6 separate regions of the Mus musculus genome follow, and all the other regions are linked to region 1. A link is a contact called in public Hi-C, HiChIP or PLAC-seq and capture Hi-C data. All regions are on one chromosome and are shown on one strand. The core of a region is the stretch at or near the end of the contact, and the rest is flanking DNA. Distances in the headings are between cores, read along the strand shown.

Evidence for each region. A called contact is a pair of places that touch in the nucleus more often than the background predicts. HiChIP or PLAC-seq counts read pairs in DNA pulled down with a chosen protein or histone mark. Capture Hi-C pulls out chosen DNA fragments and counts their contacts.
Region 2: a contact with region 1 is called in a capture Hi-C map of embryonic stem cells, with 4 times the contacts expected there. The contact joins two enhancer-like sites. A contact is called at or near these places in 1 of 115 datasets of contacts at active chromatin or transcription factors (large pre-B cells) and 1 of 9 other capture datasets (embryonic stem cells).
Region 3: a Hi-C map of uterus shows a contact between it and region 1, with 3 times the contacts expected there. The contact joins two enhancer-like sites. A contact is called at or near these places in 5 of 39 promoter capture datasets (the 3T3-L1 cell line, cranial neural crest, embryonic stem cells and 2 more), 2 of 15 datasets of contacts at CTCF or cohesin (the NIH/3T3 cell line and large pre-B cells), 2 of 484 Hi-C or Micro-C datasets (cortical neurons and uterus), 6 of 115 datasets of contacts at active chromatin or transcription factors (embryonic stem cells, extraembryonic endoderm stem cells, large pre-B cells and 1 more) and 1 of 9 other capture datasets (embryonic stem cells).
Region 4: an H3K27ac HiChIP or PLAC-seq map of trophoblast stem cells shows a contact between it and region 1, with 7 times the contacts expected there. The contact joins two enhancer-like sites. A contact is called at or near these places in 2 of 15 datasets of contacts at CTCF or cohesin (the NIH/3T3 cell line and large pre-B cells), 6 of 484 Hi-C or Micro-C datasets (Sertoli cells, bone marrow-derived macrophages, brown adipocytes and 3 more), 9 of 115 datasets of contacts at active chromatin or transcription factors (embryonic limb bud, embryonic stem cells, fetal liver and 4 more) and 2 of 9 other capture datasets (embryonic stem cells and liver).
Region 5: an H3K4me3 HiChIP or PLAC-seq map of embryonic stem cells shows a contact between it and region 1, with 18 read pairs. The contact joins two enhancer-like sites. A contact is called at or near these places in 2 of 15 datasets of contacts at CTCF or cohesin (the NIH/3T3 cell line and large pre-B cells), 3 of 484 Hi-C or Micro-C datasets (all in embryonic stem cells), 22 of 115 datasets of contacts at active chromatin or transcription factors (the NIH/3T3 cell line, embryonic basal ganglia, embryonic forebrain and 11 more) and 2 of 9 other capture datasets (embryonic stem cells and liver).
Region 6: a contact with region 1 is called in a capture Hi-C map of embryonic stem cells, with 10 times the contacts expected there. The contact joins two enhancer-like sites. A contact is called at or near these places in 1 of 15 datasets of contacts at CTCF or cohesin (large pre-B cells), 2 of 484 Hi-C or Micro-C datasets (embryonic fibroblasts and embryonic stem cells), 14 of 115 datasets of contacts at active chromatin or transcription factors (the NIH/3T3 cell line, astrocytes, bone marrow-derived macrophages and 6 more) and 2 of 9 other capture datasets (adipose tissue and embryonic stem cells).

Annotation. Positions count from the first base shown.
Region 1 is chr5:64,863,211-64,867,063 of GRCm38.p6, forward strand. No RefSeq gene overlaps it. Among named protein-coding and RNA genes, the nearest start is that of Gm31889, 14 kb to the right of the region's middle. Within about 2 kb of position 1,596, at least 201 of the 459 cell types and tissues checked have an H3K27ac peak or open chromatin away from gene starts, as enhancers often do. A contact at or near this core is called in embryonic stem cells, liver, pancreatic cancer cells and 1 more, where this site is marked.
Region 2 is chr5:64,027,991-64,031,843 of GRCm38.p6, forward strand. No RefSeq gene overlaps it. Among named protein-coding and RNA genes, the nearest start is that of 5830416I19Rik, 15 kb to the right of the region's middle. Within about 2 kb of position 1,926, at least 126 of the 459 cell types and tissues checked have an H3K27ac peak or open chromatin away from gene starts, as enhancers often do.
Region 3 is chr5:64,110,914-64,114,766 of GRCm38.p6, forward strand. Pgm2 (phosphoglucomutase 2) reads left to right here. Exons shown (of 14, transcript NM_025700.3): 12 at 1,095-1,284. Among named protein-coding and RNA genes, the nearest start is that of Pgm2, 20 kb to the left of the region's middle. Within about 2 kb of position 1,683, at least 75 of the 459 cell types and tissues checked have an H3K27ac peak or open chromatin away from gene starts, as enhancers often do. A contact at or near this core is called in pancreatic cancer cells and uterus, where this site is marked.
Region 4 is chr5:64,215,873-64,219,725 of GRCm38.p6, forward strand. The region is part of intron 2 of Tbc1d1 (TBC1 domain family, member 1); the gene reads left to right. Among named protein-coding and RNA genes, the nearest start is that of Gm46913, 30 kb to the right of the region's middle. Within about 2 kb of position 2,174, at least 56 of the 459 cell types and tissues checked have an H3K27ac peak or open chromatin away from gene starts, as enhancers often do. A contact at or near this core is called in liver, where this site is marked.
Region 5 is chr5:64,235,586-64,239,438 of GRCm38.p6, forward strand. All of the region lies in intron 2 of Tbc1d1 (TBC1 domain family, member 1), which reads left to right. Among named protein-coding and RNA genes, the nearest start is that of Gm46913, 9.8 kb to the right of the region's middle. Within about 2 kb of position 1,841, at least 26 of the 459 cell types and tissues checked have an H3K27ac peak or open chromatin away from gene starts, as enhancers often do. A contact at or near this core is called in embryonic stem cells and pancreatic cancer cells, where this site is marked.
Region 6 is chr5:64,263,386-64,267,238 of GRCm38.p6, forward strand. Tbc1d1 (TBC1 domain family, member 1) reads left to right here. Exons shown (of 22, transcript NM_001310611.1): 5 at 84-194; 6 at 941-1,073. Among named protein-coding and RNA genes, the nearest start is that of Gm38634, 8.1 kb to the left of the region's middle. Within about 2 kb of position 2,021, at least 24 of the 459 cell types and tissues checked have an H3K27ac peak or open chromatin away from gene starts, as enhancers often do. A contact at or near this core is called in embryonic stem cells, where this site is marked.

The sequences.
Region 1 (3,853 bases), core at 346-2,845:
CATATAAAGTTTGCAAGACCAAGGAGCCTCTCTTCCAATGATGGCAGACTAGACTATCTTCTGATACATATGCAGCTAGAGACATGAGATCTAGGGGTCCTAGTTAGTTCATATTGTTGTTCCACCTATAGGGTTGCAGACCCCTTCAGCTCCTTGGGTACTTTTTCTAGCTCCTCCATTGGGGGCCCTGTGTTCCATCCAATAGCTGACTGTGAGCATCCACTTCTGTGTTTGCTAGGCCCCGGCATAGCCTCACAAGAGACAGCTATATCAGGGTCCTTTCAGCAAAATCTTGCTGGCGTATGCAATAATGTTTGCGTTTGGTGGCTGATTATGGGGTGGACCCCCGGGTGGGGCAGTCTCTGGATGGTCCATCCTTTCATCTCAGCTCCAAACTTTGTCTCTATAACTCCTTCCATGGGGGTTTTGTTTCCAATTCTAAAAAGGGGGGAAGTGTCCACACTTTGGTCTTCCTTCTTCTTGAGTTTCATGTGTTTTGTAAATTGTATCTTCTTGGGTATTCTAAGTTTCTGGGCTAATATCCACTTATCAGTGAGTGTATACCATGTGAGTTCTTTTGTGATTGGGTTACCTCACTCAGGATGATGCCCTCCAGATCCATCCATTTGGCTAGGAATTTCATAAATTCATTGTTTTTAATAGCTGAGTAATACTCCATTGTGTAAATGTAGCACATTTTCTATATCCATTCCTCTGTTGAGGGGCATCTGGGTTCTTTCCAGCTTCTGGCTATTATAAATAAGGCTGCTATAAACATAGTGGAGCATGTGTTCTTATTACCAGTTGGAACATCATCTGGATATATGGCCGGTGGTCTTTACAATAAAACTATGGAGTGGATTTCTGTCTCTCCCTTGGATCTTATTCCGGGTGGATATCTCATCCAGTGAGTTAGTTAGAGGATAGAGAGTGGCTTCCTGGCTCCCAGGTCAGACTCATCTCTCCCCAAAACCCTACCAGAGCTTCTACAGTCTCCAAAATAACATTCTCATGGATGGTTGAAGGTCTCTGGTCACTTGATCCTAGATGGATCCAGGCTCAGTCCAAAGCTTGGATGGAAGAAATGCTACATGTCACATTAGAATCTCCAGCCATTTCACCAAGGTCCCAAAATGAATAGGGGGGGGGGGAGGCGGGGGAGGGGGGGCTGGCTCAGTGGTAAAGAGCACTGACTGCTCTTTCCAGAGGTCCTGAGTTCAATTCCCAGCAACCACATGGTGGCTCACAACCGTCTGTAATGGGATCTGATGCCCTCTTCTGGTTCTGTCTGAAGACAGCAACAGTGTACCCATATAAATAAAATAAATAAATCTTTAAAAAAAAATAGTTAATGTGGGCACCAAGACTCTCACGAAGCCCCCTGGGGCTTACTTTTTAACATGACAGGAAAGCTATGGAGGGCCATGCTGAGTGAAGTACCTTCTTGGTCTGTTACCCTATTATTGTGTTTGGCAAGTGAGGGAGTCAGGGCATTAGTTACTCTACCGCAGAGCCAGGCCTCAGCAGACACCACCAGCCACTTCCCCACAGTCAGTCAGACCTGGGCCACTGGGTCCCCTGCCTTGTTGCTTGGCAGCTTTCTTCAAGGCCTGGCCTGGGCAGCCACACCCAACATTCTCACCACACCCTGTAATTCTCGCCACCCAGAAGTTCTTGCCACACCCTGCCTGCTCCCGGAAGGTAAACAAGGCCTCCAAAGAAGGGCTGCATTGTGTGCTTGCCCTCTTGGCCTTGGCTCTGGAGGCCCCAAATGGGCCTTTGACTTACAAACTCTGGCAGATCTATAAACAGTGACTAGAACAGAGGCCCTCCTGAACTTCAGCTGACCTCCAAGCTGGTCGGTTCTGAGGGACAAGTGCCTAGGCACCTGACTCCAGTGAGCAGAATTTCTACACCACCCAGAAGTGGGGGGAGTTTGCATTTGGGAAAGATAGAGGGAGGGGTGTCATGCTCCCTGGGGAAGACTGAAGTTTGGTCGTGTCACCCAGAGTAGAAGAAATTGCTGGGACATCAGTGAAGACCTCGGCAATGAGAGATGACAAAGTTCCTTTCCATGGAGCCCTGATTTGCACAGATGCAGCCGCTGAGGCATACAGAGTGCTTGCCCTGCGTCCCCCACTAAGCCTCAGATCCTTACCTTATTTGTGGATCATGCTGAGGGCGAAGCTCACTGTTTTCATTTCGCTAGTGAGGAAGCTGTGGTCCAGAGCCAGTAAGCAGGCTGCTCAGGGGCTGCTGATGAGCCCACAAGAGGAAGAACTAAGTTCTGAACCTAGCCCCTGGCTGGAGGCTGCCACCAGGGCAGCCTGTGAGTTAACACTGAGTCCACTTTCTTATGTCACAGGATGCACAGAAAAGGAGTCACTTTGGGGGTGTCTTTGTCTATTTTGACTGCTGCAATAAAATGTCGCAAACTTAGACCCTTTACAAACAACAGAAATATGTTGTTGAGAGTTTGGGAATTTGGAAGTTCAAGACCGAGGCACTAACAGATCTGGTATCTGCCCACCTGTGGTCATGGGGATGGTTCATGCTGTGATTGTTCCAGCAAGAAGAGGCGGGACACCACGGCCCCACCCGTTCAGGACCTCAGTACCTTATATCACCTTGTGACTTTCGTACATGGGCTTCATAGGATACAAGTACACTATAGCAGACAGACTGCTGAGGATCCCCCAAAATTATCAGGTCTCCTCAGAGTAGCTGGGTCATGTGCAGAAGGTTGGCGGGACTTTCTTACAACCAGAAAAAAAACTTGGCCCATTTGCCCTAAAAGCTCTCGAGTGGCGCACGGCTTTAATCCTAGTCCTTGGGAGGCAGAGGCAGTCTGATTTCTGAGTTCAGGTCAGCTTAGTACAGAGGTCCAGGACCACAAAGACTAACCCTGTCTTGAACACCGAAAAAGAGGGAGCTAGAGAGATGACTCACTGGTTAAGAGCACTGGCTGTTCTTCCGGAGGACTCTGGTTCAATTCCTGACACCCATGTGGTAGCTTATAGCTGCAACTCCAGCTTTAGGAGATCTGGCACTCTTACACAGATGTACATGCAGGCAAAACACCAGTGAACATAAAATAAAAACAGATCACACTCATTGTTAACTGTGTGTACCGAAAGGGTAAAGAAATGCAGAGATTCCCCTCACAGAGACTCTATGCAAGGGGGAGTTCTGTATCTGACCTCCAGTGTGGCCTTCCAGGATTGTCCCTCTGAGGTAATTTCCTGCAAAGGATGTGACAAATACCCCTAGAAAGAAAACTCCCTAACACACAGGTGTGGAAGGCTGAATGCCCCAAACCCTACTAAACACAGGGCTTTGCTCCATACCGTCAAGCGTTTGCAAGTCAATGGGGAGCAGGCTTTCCTAGTGTAGTGTCTGGGAATAAGCCTCATTTGTTAGGCTCTTGGTTAAATGCCCCCTTTTCAAGTCCTCCAAGAAATATTCTGAAACATCAACTTACTTGTTCCCATGGATCTTTCCTTCAGTTAGTACGCTAGAAATATTTCAAGACTAATGGACAAAGGAAGGTTTAGGATCCGGGTTTTTTTTTTTTTCCAAGTGGGAACCCACATAATTTAAGTCATGGGTGCCCTCTGCTGGAGACCCAGGAAAAAACAAGGACTCTAGCAAGAGCTGGGCTTTAAGGTCCTCCCTCCTCTTCTCCATGGCTCCTCTTCCTGTCCTTGGTTATGGTAGTGAAGCTTAGTGAGGAAAAAGCTGGGACATTGTGAGCCAGGCTGGGACATCAAATCCTGGCTCCTTGTGACTTTGGGTTATTGAATCTGTCTTTTACCATCCTTATTTGAAAGACTGGGATGGAAGTTAGAGCCTA
Region 2 (3,853 bases), core at 676-3,175, 830 kb before region 1:
GTGGTTTCCAACGCACTGTTTCTCCCCTTCTTCTTCCTTTTGGCTCTGAATTGTTTGTTCAAAACAGGCAGTTTGTTATCCATCCAATAGCCAGGCACCCACCTCATCCCTGACAACATTCACCAGTGGAGAGCTATCCATTGCAGAAAGTGGGCATTTATTCCTGTCATAGGTGATTAGCCATGTCTGCTCTAAATGAGGTCTATCCCTCCTGCAGCCTCTAGCTACATTCCAGAATAGCTATTCCACGAATGTTGCACAACACATTTTGACACTGCAGCATCATGTCTCCGTGACAAGAGGTTGGGTACTTTGGAACTTTTGATAGTGTTGGGTGAGAGGTATACATAGGAGCCTGTTCTAGCCAAAGAGATACCTACAGGGGAAAGTTGGATGGGGGGGGGGGTGGTTCTCTTCTTAAAGACATAGAACTCCAGAGAGATAAAGACGACACTGAGACTAGGTGGTCTGTGCTTGTTTCCATGTTAATAAAGCATCGATAAGATTCCTGTACATTTAGAACGACAGCAATTGACATAAACATACTGTTTCATGTTTATTGGAGGGGGAGGGGCAGAATTATTTGAGGACATGTGTGTTACTTTTTCTCACTGTGACCAAATACCTGAGAAGAAGCATGCAAGAGATGGAAAACTTACTTGAGCTTATGGTTTAGGGTATAAACCATGGAGGCAAAGAAAGGACAACAGCAGGTAGGTGGGCACATTTCAGCAATTGCCAAGAAGCAAAGAGAGACACATCCTGGTACTCAGCCCACTTTCTCCCTTCTATTCAACCAAGAACCTCAGTCCTTAGAATGGTGGTACCCACGTTTAAGGTGGATCCTCCCACCTCAATTAAACCAGTCTAGAAACGTCCTCACAGATGTTTGATCCTAGATGATCCTAGATCCCATCAAGTTAGCAATCAATGTTAACCATCACTGCATGTTAGACAAAGTAATGGCTTTCCAAGGCTGAGGTGTGGCTCAGTGATAAAGCCCATACTGTAGATGGATGAGACTCTGGATTTGATTCCCAGCACTGCAAGAATGAGGATGCGGGGGAAGGCACCTCTACATTGTTGACATTTCAATGCTAGCAGGTTAGATTAAAATTGTTAACTAGTTATTTCCCAACAGAACACTTGTTTTCTTAGACGATTTGGAGGTGCTCAGTGTACTCACAGGACTCTCTACATGTAGAATAGAGAGGTAGACAAGACAGAATGATCAATTTTGAGACACAGCCCTGACTGCCATTACTGACACTAAATCTGGAAAGGGACCATCAACTCTGGAGATGCAGTAGCTGCAGGGAAGCTGGAAGAGGCAGGCAAACCCTGCTAATACCTTAATTTTGCCCCAGTGAGACCTGTTTTGTATGTCTGGCTTGAGGATACTGTGTCATTGGAAGCCTCTGACTTATTGATAATTTGTCATAGCAGCAGCAGAGAGCTAATAGAGGGGCAAGAAGGGTGAGGTGACAGGGTCTTGTCCTGCACCCAGACATACTTCTTTGTTGGTACAGATGCCACCTGGCCCTCGGGAAGTTTAAAAGCTCCCTCATGTTCTCATGTGAGGTGAAATTCTGAAGCCATCATCCTTGAAGGAGATATAGTGCCCTAGTGGTGAGTGGTGTCGCCATAGTCAGTTTTCCTTTCTGAAGTAGCTGCTTGATCATTGGATGCCCCTGGCTTGCCCAGTTGAGTCACCTAGAAATCATCTAGAACACACCTACACTGGGCTACAGCCTCCTAACTACTGATCCTCTAGGTACGGGGTTGGGCTGGGACAGAAGTTGAAAGCTTCCTACATGGTTTTAGTGTTTGATCAGGGTGGAAAGCCCCTGTGTCAGGAAAACAGTGGAGGCCTCAGGAGGCTGTGTCGTTCTGAAAATTCAGATACCGTCACTAATGCAGAGCAAAGGAGGTTTGCAGAGCACAGCCTAATGCGGCCAGCTGTCCCCAACAGGAAATGTTTACACACGTTTACAGAACTTCTCTAACAACGTTGAGCAAGAGCCAGCTGTTTTTTTTTTTTTTGAAAGAACAGCTCAGGAACACTAGAACCTAGGACTCACAAGAAGAAAGATTTGAAAGCACTTCAGAAGAGTGGAATGTAAATGTAGACTTGAGGGGCTAGGTGGGAATACTGTTCTTAAGGGCTAACCATTCACAGAGGTCACAATGGCATGTGCTTAGTGGGACATTCTCCACAGATTTTTTATTGCAAAGGGGGTGGTGTTAGCATTTCTTTTTATCGCATTCTTATTTTTTATTATCGAGTGTCCCTGTGTGCAGATAGGGAAGGATGCTCATGCCAGGGCATTTGTGTGGTTAGAGGACAACTCTGTTAAATCTGTTCCTGCCTTTCACCTCCTCATGGGTTCTGGGGATCAAACTGAAGCCACTAGGCATGCCAAGCAAGTGCCTTTAGGGCTGAGCCAACCCACTCGTCCTATAAATAGAATTTTGATGGGAACTTCTGGTAGTTGCTACCTTAATCTACTGATCACATTCAGTGTTAGTCACAGTGGAACACCCTGCCCTTATGTGAGTCCTGATAAGATCCAATGTGAAGTTGACAAATTCACCAGTGAAATGTTCTTTCTCAGATCTCCAGACTTAACTTCCAAGAGAAGAGAAATTACCTGGACAGAGGAGCAAGATAGTGGAACCATGAGAGAACAATCAGGTGAGTCACAGCTGGCATGGTCTCTTCAAAGAGATACTACTGCTCTTAATTTCAGCATAAAAATGAAGATGCATAACCAGATATGATCGCTTAGTGGGATCCTAGCTTGGCTTTTATATAGAAGGAAAGAAGAAAAGAAATGCCTGTCTGTTGGGAGCCGCCCCCACATTCGCCGTCACAAGATGGCGCTGACATCCTGTGTTCTAAGTGGTAAACAAATAATCTGCGCATGAGCCAAGGGTATTTTATGACTACTTGTACTCTACCTTTCCCGTGAACGTCAGCTCGGCCATGGGCTGCAGCCAATCAGGGAGTGATGCGTCCTAGGCGAAATATAACTCTCCTAAAGAGGGAAGGGGTTTCCGCCATTCTCTCTCGCTGGCATCTCTCTGGCTCTGCGCGCCCTGCGCTCGCTCGCTGCCTAAAGATGTAAACAATAGAACACGCTCTGCGCTTTGGCGCGCCGGAGCTCTGGCTCCTAAAAATATTGAAGGGGCTTTCGTTTTTGGGGCTGGGCGCTGGGCGCTTGCCCTCCTGGCTCCCAAAGATGTAAGCAATAAAGTTTTGCCGCAGAAGATTCTGGTCTGTTGCGTCTTTCCTGGCCGGGCGTGAGAACGCGTCTAATAACAATTGGTGCTGAAATCCGGGACGAGAAATTCCGGGACGAGAAAAAACTCGGGACTGGCGCAGGGAAGATCCCTCATTCCAGAACCAGAACTGCGGGTCGCGGTAATAAAGGTTCCCGTAAAGCAGACTGTTAAGAAGGATTCAACTGTATGAATTCAGAACTTTTCAGCTGGGGAACGAGAGTACCAGTGAGTACAGCTTTACGAGGTAAGTCTGATCTTGAACTTTCTAAGGAAATTCAAGACAGTCTATCAGAAGTAAAGTGGAATATGTTTGGCCTTGAATTTTTTCTGGTGTTAGGAGCCCTTTTGTTCCTTTTCACATGTTATCAAGTGATTAAGATAGGGCTGAAAATTCTAGAGGAAATTCAGGGCAATCTATCAGAAGTAAAGCGGGGAGAGAGAGTAGGAGCAAAGAGAAAATATGGTACACAAAATAAGTATACAGGCCTTTCCAAGGGTCTTGAACCCGAGGAAAAGTTTAGGTCAGGTAAGAATACCTGGGGAGAGATTAGAAGGAAGGAAAAGAAAA
Region 3 (3,853 bases), core at 433-2,932, 750 kb before region 1:
CACTCTGCTGGTGTGATGCGGAAGCTGTGCAGATGACGTGGACAGTAACCACACAGCGTGGCTGTGCTCTGGAAAGCCATAACTTAACCTGTGCAGGCTGATGGAGAGGACACTACTGATTCAGATTCTCACCATGTGTGCGTGTTGTTCAGCTTGTGGACCTTACATGCTGTCCATCTTAGTGACATTGCTTTGTCCTCAGCCTGACAAGTAGGCATGGCTGGCTGGCATCTGCCTGTCTCATTCTCTATAGGCAGACACCTCCATACCCATTTCTTTGTATCTGGTTTCTTGGGATTTCTTGGGTTCTCATGCCTGTAAGGCAAGCACTTCACCGGCTGAGCTATCTCTTCTGCCCTGGACCTCTTTTTTGTCTTCTTTTAAAATGTATTCACCTTTATTTTATGTGTATGGGTGTTTCGACTGCATGTCTCCATGCACCGTGTGTATGCCTGGTGCCTGCAAAGGCCAGAAGAGGTCATCGGGTCTCCTGAAATTGCTATGATGTGTGTGAAGCTGCAGATGTTTGTGAACCACAATGAGGGAGCTGAGACTCAAACCTGGGTCCTCTGGAAAAGTAGCTCATGCTATTAATCACTGAGCCATCTCTTCAACCCCTTTACTTGTTTTTAACATTTATTTATTGTTTGTGTGTGTGTATGTGGTATGTGCATATGTGTGTGTGTGTATATCTATATCTCTCTACCTATCTCTCTCTCTCTCTCTCTCTCTCTCTATATATATATATATATATATATGTATATATATATATATATATTGTGTATATATGAGTGGGTACACACGTGCCACCAAACACATGGAAGTCAGAGGACAACTGAGGAATTGTTTCTCTCCTTTTATTATGTGTGTTCCAGGGATCCACTAAGGTTGCTATGCTTGGCAGCAATCACCCTTACCCACTGAAGCATCATGCCAGCCCCAGCTTCTTCTTTAATGTTAACTCATCTTTTTGAAGTTGGTTAGAGTTCCCTGTTTCACTCACTTTAGAGTGAGCTAGTTGGCACACATCTTGCCATACATTCTGCAGAATTTTTGTGGCTCATTTTGCTTACATTCATGGTTTCTTTTTATAGGTACGGCTATCATATTACCACAGCTTCATATTTTATCTGCCATGATCAGGGCACAATTCAAAACTTATTTGGAAACCTGAGAAACTATGACGGGAAGAATAATTATCCCAAAATGTGTGGCAAGTTTGAAATCTCTGCTATCAGGGACCTTACAACTGGCTATGATGATAGCCAGCCTGACAAGAAAGCTGTAAGTCACATTTACTTCTGTCAACTAATCTATTCTGTGTTCACCATTGCCTACCATTTGAATAGATTCCTTTATTTCCATGGTTGATTGAAAATTCAGGCTGGATGTGTATAGCTTGGGGGTAGGCTGCTTGCCTGGCACATGACAAGGCCTTGGGTTAGGCCCCTAGCATCAGATAAAGAATAAACAAATAAAATAGGATATGTGGGAAAAACTAGAAGCCATGAGTTAGAAATGCAAGTGATCTCACTAGTCATTTGATGACTAATGACATTCCAAGCCATCCTCCCACAGGCAAAGAAATGGTGACTCAGAAGGGCAGTGACTGGTCAGGGTCCAGGTGGAGGAGAAGCCTTTTGACTCTGGACCCAGCTTTTTCTCTTCACCAGAACACGTCACTCCAGAGAGTATCTGAGTCACCCACACCAAGAGGACGGGTGACTAACCAGAATTAGCCGGATATGATGACACATACCTATAAATCTTTAAATCCCTACACTTGGAGAACAAGACAGGAGCATCATAAGTCTGAGTTTGAGACCAGCTTGGGTTATTATGACATCCTGTCACAAGCAAACAGTGCTGAAAGCCACCCTGGAGTCTCTCATTGCGTAGCTCGGGGCTAAGAATGAAGAATTCGCATGTCTAATTAGATTCCAGATGACTCGAGACTGGTCCACTCTGGGGGAACCACTGATAAGTGGCTTTCTGATGTGTTTGGCCTTGTTCTCTGGTTGCATGTGGCCTAGCTGCAAATGTTTGCATCAGGATCTCCCTTAGAGCCAGAGGTAGCAGAAGTGTAGAGCCGGCCATGCCCAGGTTAGGAGGACAGCAGGAATATCCTGACGGAATTTTAGATGTCTTCCTTGATATTTACCTTTTTGTATTTTGTTTCAAATTTTTCATATGAACAGAATATATTTATAAGAGGTAAATGCTATTAGAAAGATTATAGTGAAGTGTGACATTTTATTGTCACACTGAGACAACCAACCACCTTTCCTCTCAATCGTTTCTCCTGCTGCTTGCCATGGAACTTTTTCCTGTCTCATGGAGATAAAGAATCCATGCATAGACTTCCTACATACAGAAGCCCTGTGCCTGGCGTCAGGAATCGTCCCTGAGCCTTGATTATGATGGTTAACCATTACCATGATCTGAGTTTCTCAGTAGCTTCTTCAGAGTCCTGCCCTTCTGTACATGAAAAGTTACGTTCCTATAACCAGTTAGGGTTATTTGTTTTGTATATGATTGTATCTTGGTTGTCTGGATTTTTATGCCAAATGTCACTAGTCCTCCCTAATAGTTCTCGGTGACATTTTTTTTACTGCTCCCAGGTCCCAGCTGTTATGTGGCCCCTGTCTGTGTCCATTGGTCTTCCTCCACCCCTCCATGCAGCTGGATCATCCTCTGGATTGAGCGCACAGCTGTCCTCCTCAGAATGCCGTTTGCCAAGGCTGAGACCCTCACTCCTGAACTCATGGCTTCTTCCTGTCTTCATTTTCCTACATCACATCTTCTAAGTGTTTTCTGGGACGGTGAAAGTAAAGCTGGGGAGGCCTCAGGGCTGAACATGTCTTGCCTTTCTCACATTCCCCAGCCTCAGAGTTTGAAAGCACTGTTCCATTACTGTCCGGTAACCAGACTCTATCTTCAGGATCTACTCATCTTTGTAGTGATGGATGTGTGATGCGTACAAAGACGTTAACACCGTTCTCGCCATTCTGTACAATTGACTTTGTCCCCTCGATGAAAAAATCTCTCTCTAAACGCAGTGTTCTAAATTGTCACAGTATGTTGGTTAGCATTTCTCTTTGTTCAGTGTTGTGGTTACTTTTTAAGTGTGACAGACTTTTTGGCACTGCAACAAAATACCAAAGAGAAGCAGTTTAAAAGAGAAAAGGTTTATTGCTTCATTGGTTCAGTTGGTGGTCATGTGACTCTGTTGCTCTTAGGCCCGTGGCACTGTAGAAGTCTGACAAAGATGGGCATGGTAGAAAGAAGCCATTCACTCTGCTCACTTTACAGACAAGAAGCAGAAAGAATACAGCGAGGCCAAGTTCTATATATATACCTCAAAGACAGGTTCCCAGAGACCCACTTCCTCCAATAGCCCACACCTTCCACAGTTCTACACCTCAGGACTCTACTAAGTAAAGAATGCATTATCAATGCATTAAGCCATTGATTAGGTCAGAGTCCACATGGCCTGGGTTTATCAGGAAATGCCCTTGGAGACAAGCCCGGAGTGTGCTGTGTCGCTCTTCCAGTAGGCACGTGTTAGCCTAATCCACTCATCATGCTGGGCCTCTGCTCTGGGTTTCCTTTAGGTCTCAGTTTTCTTGGTGAGATGTCAAGAAAGGGAGATTGTTGACTGTTTTCTCGAAGAGTCCTTAGGTAGACGCTTGCTCTCCGGGGCTGGTGGCCTTTCTTCTTAATTTCTATCTTCTTTTCCTATTCTTCCTCTTTTGAGGAGTTTTTCTAATTTTAACTTTTGGTGTTCCTGTTGACTGTTAATTTCAATTCTTATTCCCAATTTTTCTTTTCAGAATGGCATCCTATTGATGGT
Region 4 (3,853 bases), core at 924-3,423, 650 kb before region 1:
GGATCAGTGGGAAAAGCGCTTGTCTCATAAGCATAAACAAGGAGCAGAGTTTGCTCAGAACCCAAATAAAAAGCCAGGTGGGCATAGCAGCCTGCTTGCAATTCTAGCACTTGGGAATTAAAGATAGGGCAACCTGTGGCAAGCCGGCTTGCCAGCCTGGCTGAATCAGTGAGCTCTGGGCTCAGCAAGTCCCCACCACAGTAAATGAAGTGAAGAGCCGATGAAGAAGTATCAACTCTCTGGCCTCTACACGCTCCCATACGCATCCACATAAGTGTAAACATATACACATATACACACACCACATACATATGTGCTCATGCAAAAAACCCCGTATGTCTGAAAACTGTTGTGACTGTGTAGTAGCTACATGGATGTCAGAGTCCATTTTCTTTTGCCACAAGAGAACACGCGTGGCTGCCTAAATTCCTAAACAAATGGAGATTTATTTAGATCATGTCTAGATGCTGGGGAGTCCAAGAGGAGATAGTTATAGCTGGTGAAAGCCTGGTGTGTTCAATTCCTGATGTAGAAGCAAAAGGAGACCCAAGTGGAAGAGAGGAGTCAATGTCGTGTGAGAGCCACTCCATGGCTGCCAGAAAGTCATTCGTCCCTGCATCAGTGTGGTGACTCTATGACCCAAATGCCTCCCACCAAGCTAAATCCCGAGGGCCTAACACCCAGGCAATGGCAAGTGAATCCCAGCATGTGTTTTTGGAGGGTCAAACCATATTTGAACCATAAGAATGTATGTGTATTTGTCCTGGGCTATTTCATTTGGCGGGAGGGGGGGGCATAGGGGAGGGATTGTTTTACCAGTTAAGCTGTAGGAAGCATGAATGATTTGACAAATTCTAGGGGCTGGAGAGATGGCTCAGTGGTTAAGAACACTGATTGCTCTTCCAGGGCTTGAGTCCCAACACTTATGTGATGGCTCACAACTGTCAGTAACTCCAGTCCCAGGGGGTTCTAGTGTCCTCTTTGGCCTCTGTAGGGACCAGGTACACATGTGATACACAGACATGTGTAGGCAAAACATTTATAAAATAATAAATCTTACCCAAAAAAGTGAAAATCCTGTCAGTACCTAATTCTAATGCTCTACAGATTAGGGATAGTCTTCCTCCTCTCTTATCTGTAAGGGTAATTTCTACTTAGCATTTGGATGCCTGGTAAGACTCCAAGCTGCCTACAGGGCCTGCCGTTGGCTCAGGACCCCTTCTCTGGCTCCCTGACTCAAGCAGTCAGCTGTGCTCTTTCCTCTTTGCTTGCAGTGTGGGCTTGCTGGACTGTAAACCGTCCCTTCAAGGGCAGGTGGTGTGTCTACCGCTGCACCCCAGGAACTGATGCGCGGTGATGAGCCATAGGCATTAGTAGACTGATGGATGGTTGAAGCCTATCCCTCGGTGGGGCCAGGTTGTAGATGTGAAATTACCAACTGGTCCTCAGTTTCCCCTTCTTAGGAGGTCAGGAGGCTCCCTGTTTCATGCACTATGGAGATTTTGAACAATGCGTGGGGGGCCAATGGACTTTGTCTAGGGTTCACTGGTTTCCTCCGAGTCTGACAGGCAAAGCACTCTGAGCATTATGCTCCATCACCACGATCATTTCTTATCTCCAAGAGCTGCAATGATTAACGAGATAATGGCAAACATCTGCCAGACACTAAGTGCTCAGGGAATACTGCTTGCTTCCCTCCTGAATAGTGATCTCCGAGAAGGCTTTGAGAGACCAGGCAGGCATCCATTCTTGATCTCTCCTCCGAAGGAAGGAACCGATTCTGCGTTCTGGAAAGTTCTCGGAGCTTTGGTGACCTGTTGAGAGTGACTCTGAGTTTAACAATCAAAGATAACTGTGAGCTAAGGCCATCAGACCATTAACCCATCATGAGTTGGTTCGTTTTAGATGGAGTCTCAGAGCTCAGGCTAGTCTGCAACCCTGTCTGCAGCTCTGGTTGGTCTCGAATCTGTCATCCCTCTACCTCGGTCTTACAAGTGCTGGGGTTTCAGCAGTGTGCCACCAGGGGATTCACTTCAACATAAATGTCACAGCTTGGGAGGAATGTTGGAGATTTTAAGTCCATAATAACTTCCACAATAGCTACAGGGTAGATACGGATCCAGGTGTGATCTGTCCCTGAAATGAGTAGGTAGAGCTGGCAGAACATCCGAGTCCACCTGGCCCCAAGCCACCCCGTTCTGCCTCATAGAGAGCAAAGTTCAAAGGCTCAAAAGAAAGTTAATCCAAACCACAGAAGAAACTGCCTGGCCCTCATCTGAAAGCTGAGTTTATGTTGAAATTCATGAAAACATGAAACTTCACGTTGCTTGTATTATCGTTGTCACATTTGGGAAATTCCAGGTTAGAAGACCTACAATTCAGACCCCCCTGCATAAAAGCTTTAAGAGGATGGATGAGACTCTAACACACATGGAAAGGAGAAGCCATTCTCTCTTCAGGTCCGCTCACCCCTGGTGTCTGTCAGAGCCAGTAGGAGCTGTTTTTAGTTCTGTTCCTTCTCCAGCTGTACAGAGAGGCCAGGGTGTGTGTGTGTGCGCGCGTGCAGTGTGCACGGGTGGTTTATTTTACAACCCGGGCAGGTGTTCTTTTGCTAAGCACTAAATCCCCAGAGACTACTGGAGGTTGTTTCCCCCTATTCTCTCTCCCCCTCCCCCTCTCTCCTCCCCTCCCTCCTCTCTCCTCCCCTCCCCCTTCCCCTCCCCCTCCCCTCACCCCTCCTCTCAGTTATGGGGACTAACTTGGGTCATGATTTCTGGAAAGTGTTCTTGCTCAGTGCACCAACAATGGCACCAAGAAGAGCCTGAGCAGACACTTGGCGAGATGCAGGAGTCTGTGACTCACTGGCTTTTACCTTGAAATCTCAGGTTACACCAAGAAAGCAAAAACAGGGCTTTAGGGATGACAGGATCGCTTAGCAGGTAAAGGCACCTGCCACCAAGCCCGACAACCCCAATTCAACCCCTCAGGCCATTTGGTAGAAAGAGAGAGCCAATCCTAGTAAGTTGGCCTCTGACCTCCACCCACGCCTTCGTACCCTCGTCATGCCCCAGCAGTGGCACATACAATAGTAATGTTAAATTTTTAAAAGGATCGTGTTTTGCATAAGGAAGCATGCTCATTTCAGACTTGAAAAGAGTGAATGTTGTGAGAAAGGGCTCAGCTGTGGATAAAACCTGGGATTAAGTTTGTATAGAAAGTCTTAGAAATTAAAAATTTTACAAAAAAAAAATCATATTCAAAGGTAAATTCAACCACCTAAACCAGGAAACTTTGACCTGCTGTGGAGGGAGGGGAACGAGTTTGGATCAGGTTTTTATTTGCTAATAGACCAGTCAGGAAATAGCATTTCATACTTTTCCATTTTTATTTTTTTTTTATATGTGTGTGGTGTATGTGTTCATGTGTGTGTTAGGTCACATGCCAGGGGTTAGCTTTGGTTGCTGTTCTTTAGGAACACTGTCCCCCTTGGGTTTTCAGAGTCTTTCGTTGGTCTGGAACTCACCTACTAGGTTATGTGGCCTGGCCATTCAGGAAGCGCCAAGGATCCACCAGTCTTCCTTCCTCCCCAGGACTCAGATTACAAACCTACCACTGCCTGGGCCTGGCTGGCTGCTGCTCTTTTGTTGTTGTTGTGGCTGTTGTTGCTGTTGCTGTTTTCTTTCACAGGTTCGGGGGATTGAACCCGGGTCCTTGTGCTTGCAAGGCAAGCACTTTACTGAGCCATTTCTCCAGCCCTCTTCTAGGTCTTTTTTTTTTTTTTAAGGAGGAACATATTTTTTTTTTCCATTTAGTAGTCATTATTTTAATGGCATTAGTGCACAGAGAAATTTCA
Region 5 (3,853 bases), core at 591-3,090, 630 kb before region 1:
TGGGGACTGCAGTCTCTTGTAGGTGGGGGACACTGGGCATCAGCTCAGGTGAGGCTGGACAGGTGACATGTGAAATGTGGCCTCCTTCAGAAAAGCTTTTATCCCAGGACAGTGGGGATCCTGTAGAGACCATAGCTTATCTTCCCTCAGATTGTAAGCTGTTGGTCCACTGTGTGAGGTGCCTTGTGTTGTAGATATTAAAGTATTGTAGTTCTTCTACTAGTCTGAAATCACTGTGAAAACCAGCCTGGGGGGCTTTGCCCCAGTGTGTATGAATCACATGGGTATCCCAGGTAATGTGGCTGTAGTTTTCTTGGTCTCAATGGGAATACTTCTAATGAGTGCCTGGGTGATGTGGCTGGTCTGGGGACTGCACTGTGAGTAAGAAGGCTCTCATATTTTTTTTTTAAAACATATGCCATACCGGGCAGTGGTGGCGCATGCCTTTAATCCCAGCACTTAGAAGGCAGAGGTAGGCGGATTTTCTGGGTTCAAGGCCAGCCTAGCCTGGTCTACAAAGTGAGTTCCAGGACAGCCAGGGCTACACAGAGAAACCCTGTCTCGAAAACAAACAAACAAAAACATATGCCATGGTTTCACTTGGGTTTTTTTCTTTCTATATTTTGTTTTTTATTATTTTTTGTTTGTTTCATCTGCAAGAGAAACCTAAAAAAAGAAAATCAGTGACCTTGAAATTGGCTGTCTAGGGAACCAAAGTGGAAGAGGTACTTTTGTACCTCATACTCCAACACATTGTTTAAAAATTTGAATTTTTTATGTAGTAACCATTCAGTTTATCAAGTTCAAAGTCTTTGGTGTAAACACTTCTTTGTACTTACATCTTTGCTCAACATAACATTAGAATATTATCACAGTCTAGGAATTGGAGTAGTGTTTGATGAAAATGATACTTTGCCTCCTCTCCTTTCTTACAAAAATACATTTCAAGTGCTATTAGAACCAGTAGACAGCAGAGCAGTTGCAAAGTGCCGGGGCAAAGGACCAAGAGGGACTTTTCGGGTTGTGCCAAACAAGGTGGGACCCTCAGAATTGGTCAGGGTGACATGGTGAGGAAGAAGTCCTAGATCTTTTGAGACACAGCGTGATGCCAGTGTGCTCTCCACAGCTGGAGCCAGCCGGCTGTCTCCCTTCCAGTCCTTAGTTAGCATGTCTTGCCTCTGCTCCCGGGGCGTCCAGGCTAGTCTGTTTGCACCCTCTTTTCACTTCAACTGGCATGTTCTCTTGGCTTCCACTTGTATCACATGGTGCAAGTGTTTCTCCAAGGAAGATGACAGCTAAGGCTGTGAGCTGGATTTTGATAATCTTAACAGGAATGTTGTATTCGACAATGTTTTGGTAGACTTATCTGAAAAAAACAAAAAACAAAAAACAAAACAAACAGTAAGCTGGGAAGATCATTTCCTAGTGTTCTTGCTCTTTTCCTGCAGATTATTTCATATCTGTCGCGTGTTATAACAAGAAGAGATGTGTGAGCTCTGTTGGCTTATTTTGACCCGAACTGTTCTGGTTAAATTTGCAGAGCCTGTTTTCTCATTCTGAAACAAACAAACAAACAAACAAACACCAAACCCTTCATATCTGTTTGTTTTTTTGTTTCCTTTTGTTTGTTAAAATCTATTTTTGACTAACATCAGAGTATGAATAGGAAACTGAAGACCATTTGTAAACATAGTCTGTTAGAACCTGGTTGGATAGGTAGTTGGGTTGAGTGGATGATGGTTGCACAGTGTGAAGGGCTGAGGGAACAGAGATGAGAGACGACAACACTTGCATCCTTTGAGCATTGTGTAGTTTAGGTGGGGGAGGTGGCCTGTAAGGGAAGGTTAATTGCAAATTAACTAGGCTGTGTTTGCAGGGCTCAGCCAGGGTTCTGGGGAGAATGGAAGGTGAGGTCTGTGTGAAATCTGTAGGAAAGGGCAAACAGGTCACACACAGTGTGGGAGGCTAAGGGAGAAAGAACATGGTTAGGAAGCACTAGTGGGGAAGAAATAGTACCCTAATTGATTGTCCAACACCAAGTAGTTAGCCACTCTCAGCATCCTGTAGTTAACTAGTTACATAGTTACCAGTTTGTCTAGGAGTGGAGCCCCCAGGAGATTTCTACTTTAACATGTCTGTCAGTGTCTTTGTTCAGGTCTTGTTTAGGCATCTATATGGTAGAGGTATCATGAGTGAATCTTCACTCTCGTTCTAGGAGAGACAGCCTGACAGATTTCCTGGTCCTTGGGCTCTGATAATCTTACCACCCCTCCCCCACATTCTTGTGTTTCACAGCTGTCACAGTCGCTTCCCACTTTTAGTACCTTGCATAATTCCTTCTAACACCAGTTTTTTTTTTTTTTTTTTTTTTTTTTAATCTTGAGGAAGGCCTATTATTTTAACCAAATTATTGATACTTGGGTAGATTCAGAAATGAAGGCGCTTTTTTTCATCCCAGCACATCCTATTTATGGTTGTGGCTCAGGTGTGGAAATTCTGGTGGAACTTAGTTCTGTTGTTCAAAGTGGAGTGGAGCTTTGAATGTGATTCCGTTTGTTCTCTTCTGCATAAAGAAGCTGGCGATGAACCAGAGCAATGAAGTCAATTTTGGTCACTAAGTTCTCATAGCTAGTTTATGGCTAAACTTAACCCCGAATTTCTTGTCTCTGGGTTTTGTATATATTAAATATTGCCTTGCTGACTTGTGAGTCAAAGCTATACATATCTTTGAAACAATGTATTGTATTTCTCATATCTTTATTTAACCACATGAGAGCATACTTGTGAATTTCAGATCATGGTGGGCATGGGAAACGTCAGGGGTGGGTAGGAATTATGAGCAGTGGTTGGGGTGAGTGGAGAGCCTTTACTTATGAAGGGTGTCATTAACACAAGGCCCGTGGCCTGGGAGAGCAGCTGTGTGAACGGTGTGCAGGTAGAGAGTATGGCCTGAACCTTTGCAGAGTGAGACCATTGAGGTCCAGTGTGGCAGAGTATCCCTGGCGCTGGGCTGTGGTGACTCACTGGTCCATTTATTTAGTTCTCTTGTTCCCAGGAAGACTCATAGGAAATGAGCTATATGTATAATGGATTTCCTTTCCTTCAATAAGGGTGATGGATTTTGTTTGGAAAAGCATTACCTATATTGGGCATTTAAGAGAAGGGGAAACTTGAATTAACATTAAAACATGGAGAGGAAGAGGTAATTACATATCTGGACACTTTATGTGTGCCAGCCATGATGGGAGTAGCCAAGTTCTGTAACATACCTGATTCTTGGAGTAATTATGATCCTAGTGTGGTTGTTGGCTCTTCCTATGTGTTTTTGCTGGTGTGTGCATAGGGAATATAAAGAAACCAACATTTAGAGAAGCTAGGTAATTTACCAGAGCCATCTTAACATTTAAAAAATTATTTATTCTACTTTATGTGATGTGTTTTGCCTGAATGTATGTCTATGCACTGTGCATGCAGTGCCAGTGGAGGCCAGAAGAGGGGGTTGTATCCCCAGAAACTGGAGTTGATAGCAGTCATGTGCGTGCTGGGATTGAACCCTGGTTCTCTGTAAGAGCAACTGGTGCTCTTAAAAGTGCTGAGCCATTCCTCTGGCCCCATCATAGCTATTTTTAAAGTTATGCTTTTATGGACAGATAAAAATATATTTACTATACCTACCATGATGTTTTGACATATCTACAGTATAGAATGACTAAATCTAGCTGCCTGGTGTACAGCTTATCTTACATCCTTACTATTTGTATAGAGAGACACTTCATATCTGTTGTCTTAGTTCTTCCTAAGAGTATGATACATTTCTGGCTGTAGTCACCAGCACTAGCTGTAGTGGAGCAGC
Region 6 (3,853 bases), core at 771-3,270, 600 kb before region 1:
TGCTCTATAAATGGGCAGCGTCACCAGGGGCTGTCTTCAGCCAGCACAGCAGTGCTCAGTACAACGTCCCCCCTTCTCCACAGGGCATCAGACATGTGGACCACTTTGGATTCATCTGCCGAGAGTGCTCGGGTGGCGGCAGTGGCGGCTTTCATTTTGTCTGTTACGTGTTCCAGTGCACAAATGAAGCTCTGGTAAGAGGACGACACTGCCCACTGCAAACCTTGTGAGCAATTTCAATCCTGCTGAGTCTTCCAGGCTGGTCAAAGCTGGAGAGCCTTGCTGATAGAGCAGTATTTGCCTTAATTATCCACTCGTGACTAATACCTTTCTGCTACGCATCCGAGAGACTCATTTGCATTTTCATTTTAAATTTCAATATTTTTGAAAGATACGCTTGCTTTCACCCTCTGCTCTAATGCTGCATTTAGAGTTCTAATGCATTCATTTTACCCGAGTGTGGTAGCCCTGTTCTTGTAAGTCCCAGTATGTAGGCTGGAGGTAGGAAGACTGGAAGCTTTAGAGCTGTCCAGCAAGTTCATGACCCTCTGTTGTGAGGAAAGAAGGAAGGAAGGAAAGAGAAAGGAAAGGAAAGGAAAAGAGGAAGAAAGAAGAAAAAGAGAGAGAGAGGAAGGAAGGTAGGTAGGTAGAAAAGGAACTCCTGTGGACTTTGGACCGGAGGCCCTTGCTCTATACTCAGTTACAATGTTCTTACCTTGTGTCTCACCTGTTTTAAGAGTGCTGACGCTAGAGGAGTCATCCTCTGACAACAAAAAGCAACCCTAGCAATTATTTCCACTATTTCCTGTCAGTCTGTGAAAAATAGCCCAGAAAAAACAATTTACCACACAAAGTCTGTCCTGTGAGCTTGCTGCCGCCGTCGGTCAGCCGGTCGGTCGGCCCAGCTGACTTGCTGTTGACCCTTGGCTCCTCTGTGCAGGTTGACGAGATCATGATGACTCTGAAGCAGGCTTTCACGGTAGCTGCGGTGCAGCAGACGGCTAAGGCACCAGCCCAGCTCTGTGAGGGCTGCCCCTTGCAAGGCCTGCACAAGCTCTGCGAAAGGATAGAGGGTGAGTAGGGGGCACTTTTAGCGTGTAGCACCAAGGCCTTGGGTGGGAGTGCTTGTGGCACTACTCTGTAGGGCCATGTCAGAGGGATCATAGACGACCTCACATCGTGCAGTGGATGTGTTCTGTGTGACAAGAATCTTTCCTGGGCATGATGGAGACAAAGCTAAGGACCCACACCCCCTCTTGCCATCTCTCCTCCAAGACACCCTGGGAGGAATAAAGAGGTTAGGAATGCATGTGGTCCAACATTTACTGAGCTGTGTGAGAATGGTGGGTCTTTCAGATTGAACACCACAGAGATCTAGTGAAAGGAGACCTAAGAAGTTTACCATGTTTTCTAGTAGAGAGTCACCTGCAGTTCTGCCAGGGCAGTTTTAATGGAGGAGAGCAGAAAACGGGTCCTGATTGAGAAGTGAGTGGGGAGGAATAAAAACCAAAACCCCAAAACCATGGTGACAATCTTAACTACAGTTTCTAGATGCTTATGAAATGTCACCATTTGCAGGATTTATTTGATAGTAAGAGTTACTGTTTGGTAGTAAGCCTTTCTATCTAGGTGTATGGTTTTTGAGATTGTCACATGATTTAAATTATCTGATTGTAGAAACAAAGGCATGATCATCTTGTGTATCTAGAATACTTGTCACAAACTATAATTCGGTAAAGAAAAACTATATTGACATTTAGACCTAGTTTCTCTCTCTCTTTTTTTCCTAAGTAATTGTGGGAAACAGTGCTTAGAGGTTTTTAAAAGATACTGTCAATTTTAACTTCATCATGGTGTGAAGAAAAAGTAAAATTATTTATAATTTTATAAATAAATTGAGAGGTTAGAGCCATCTAGGGATAAACTCGGGTATTGCAAGCCCCGGATCCACTGTCTGACTACCAGGCAGGCGCTACCTGCAGCTACCCTCTCAGAAGAGGAAGGAGCTCTCTTGGGTGAGAACTGTTCAGGCTAGGGTGAAGTCTGGCCCTGGTCATCAGGGAGGGGCAGCAGATAGGGTGGTAGTGAGTGGTCAGGACTCCTATGGAGGAATCTGGGAAGAAGTATTGTGTGCCCTTTTTCTTCACTTTGCATCTAATTCTATTTTGTAGGTGTATGGTTTTTGATATTGTCATATGATTTAAATTATCCAATTGTAGAAACAAAGGCATGATCATTTCTTATGTATCTCGAATACGTGTCACAAACTGTAATTCTATAAAGAAAAACTATATTGACATTTAGATCTATTTCTTCTTTTTCTAAGTAATTGTGGGGAAAAGTATACCCAGATATACAATGTATCGTTTTCACCTTTTTTTTTTTTTTAGAGTCTGGTTCTTGAGTAAGGTTCCCACTGCTCTCCTTTCATCTTCCTGAGTCACAGCTCTCTCCCCCTTGTAACTTGCCACAGCCCCAGGCAGCCACCGTTCTACTTTGTGTTTTCCTCTGTGTGTGTGTGTGTGTGTGTGTGTGTGTGTGTGTGTGTGTGTGTGTGTTGGGGTAATTTGTGGTGTGTGAATGTATACATATGTGTGCCTGTGTGTGTAGAAGCCAGAGCAGGGACATGGCTGTTTTCCTTTGACTTTCTCTGCCTTGTTGACTTCAGACAGGATTTCTCACTGAACCAGAGCTGGTTTTGGCTGGATTAGTCCGGCTGGTAAGTGCTGAGAGTCTATTTGTCTCTGTTCCCTGTGCAGGAGTTAGAGGCCCGAGCAGCGTGCCCTGCTTTGATTGGAGGTTCAGTGACTTACTGAGGTCTCTTACCACTGAGCTTTCTCCCTTTCTGATTCTACAATTTGAGTTAATCTAGGTACCCTGTATAGTGGAATCAGTAGGATTTGGTTTCTTGGTTTTGGTTTCTTTCACTTAGCATTGCATCTTCTGGGTTTGCTCATTTTATACATGTCAGGATCCTATTTCTTTCTTTGGCTGAATAATATTCTATCAGTTGATTCATTTATTCATCACTGGACATTCCAGTTCTTTTGGCCTTTTCCTGTGTGAGCAGTAGTGCTAAGAATTTTGGTATACACACATCTGTTCAGGTTTCTGCTTTCCATTCTTTAGAGTTAGTGAATTTGCTACTTCATATGGTGAGTGTTCATATGGGTTTCTGTTGCTGTGGTGAAACACCATATCCAAAGCAATTTGGGGACGAAAGGGTTTATTTGGTTTATACTTCCACATCAAGGTTAATTATTGAAGGAAGCCAGGATAGGAAGTCAAACAGGGCAGGAACCTGGAGGCCCAAGGTGATATGGAGGGGTGCTGCTTACAGGCTTGCAACCCATGGCTTGCTCAGCCTGCTTTCTTATAGAAACCATGATGACTGGCCTAGGGATAGCACCGCCCACAATGGGCTGGGCCCCCCATCAATCACTAATGAAGAAAATGCCCTATAGGCTTGCATATAGCCCAGTCTTATGGAGACATTTTCTCAATCAAAGTTCCCTCCTTTCAGACAACTTTTGCTTCTGTCAAGTTGATATAAAACCAGCCGCACAGTGTGTCTGTTTAACTTTCAAGCCTTCCTGTACTCTTCTATAATAATTATATCCCCATTATTCACTGATCCTAACTTCTCTGCATCCTTACAGAAATGATTTTTATAATGGTAGCTGTCCTAATAGGTATGAAATGTTACCTGGTTATTTTTTTATGAGATAAATTAATATAAACATCATAAAGCCTGAAAAGCTTCACGTTGGTCATTACAGTGCTCTAGAAAGAAGCATGATTGATTCATTTAAAAAAAAATATTTCCATGTCGTTACTGCTTGCTGACAGCATA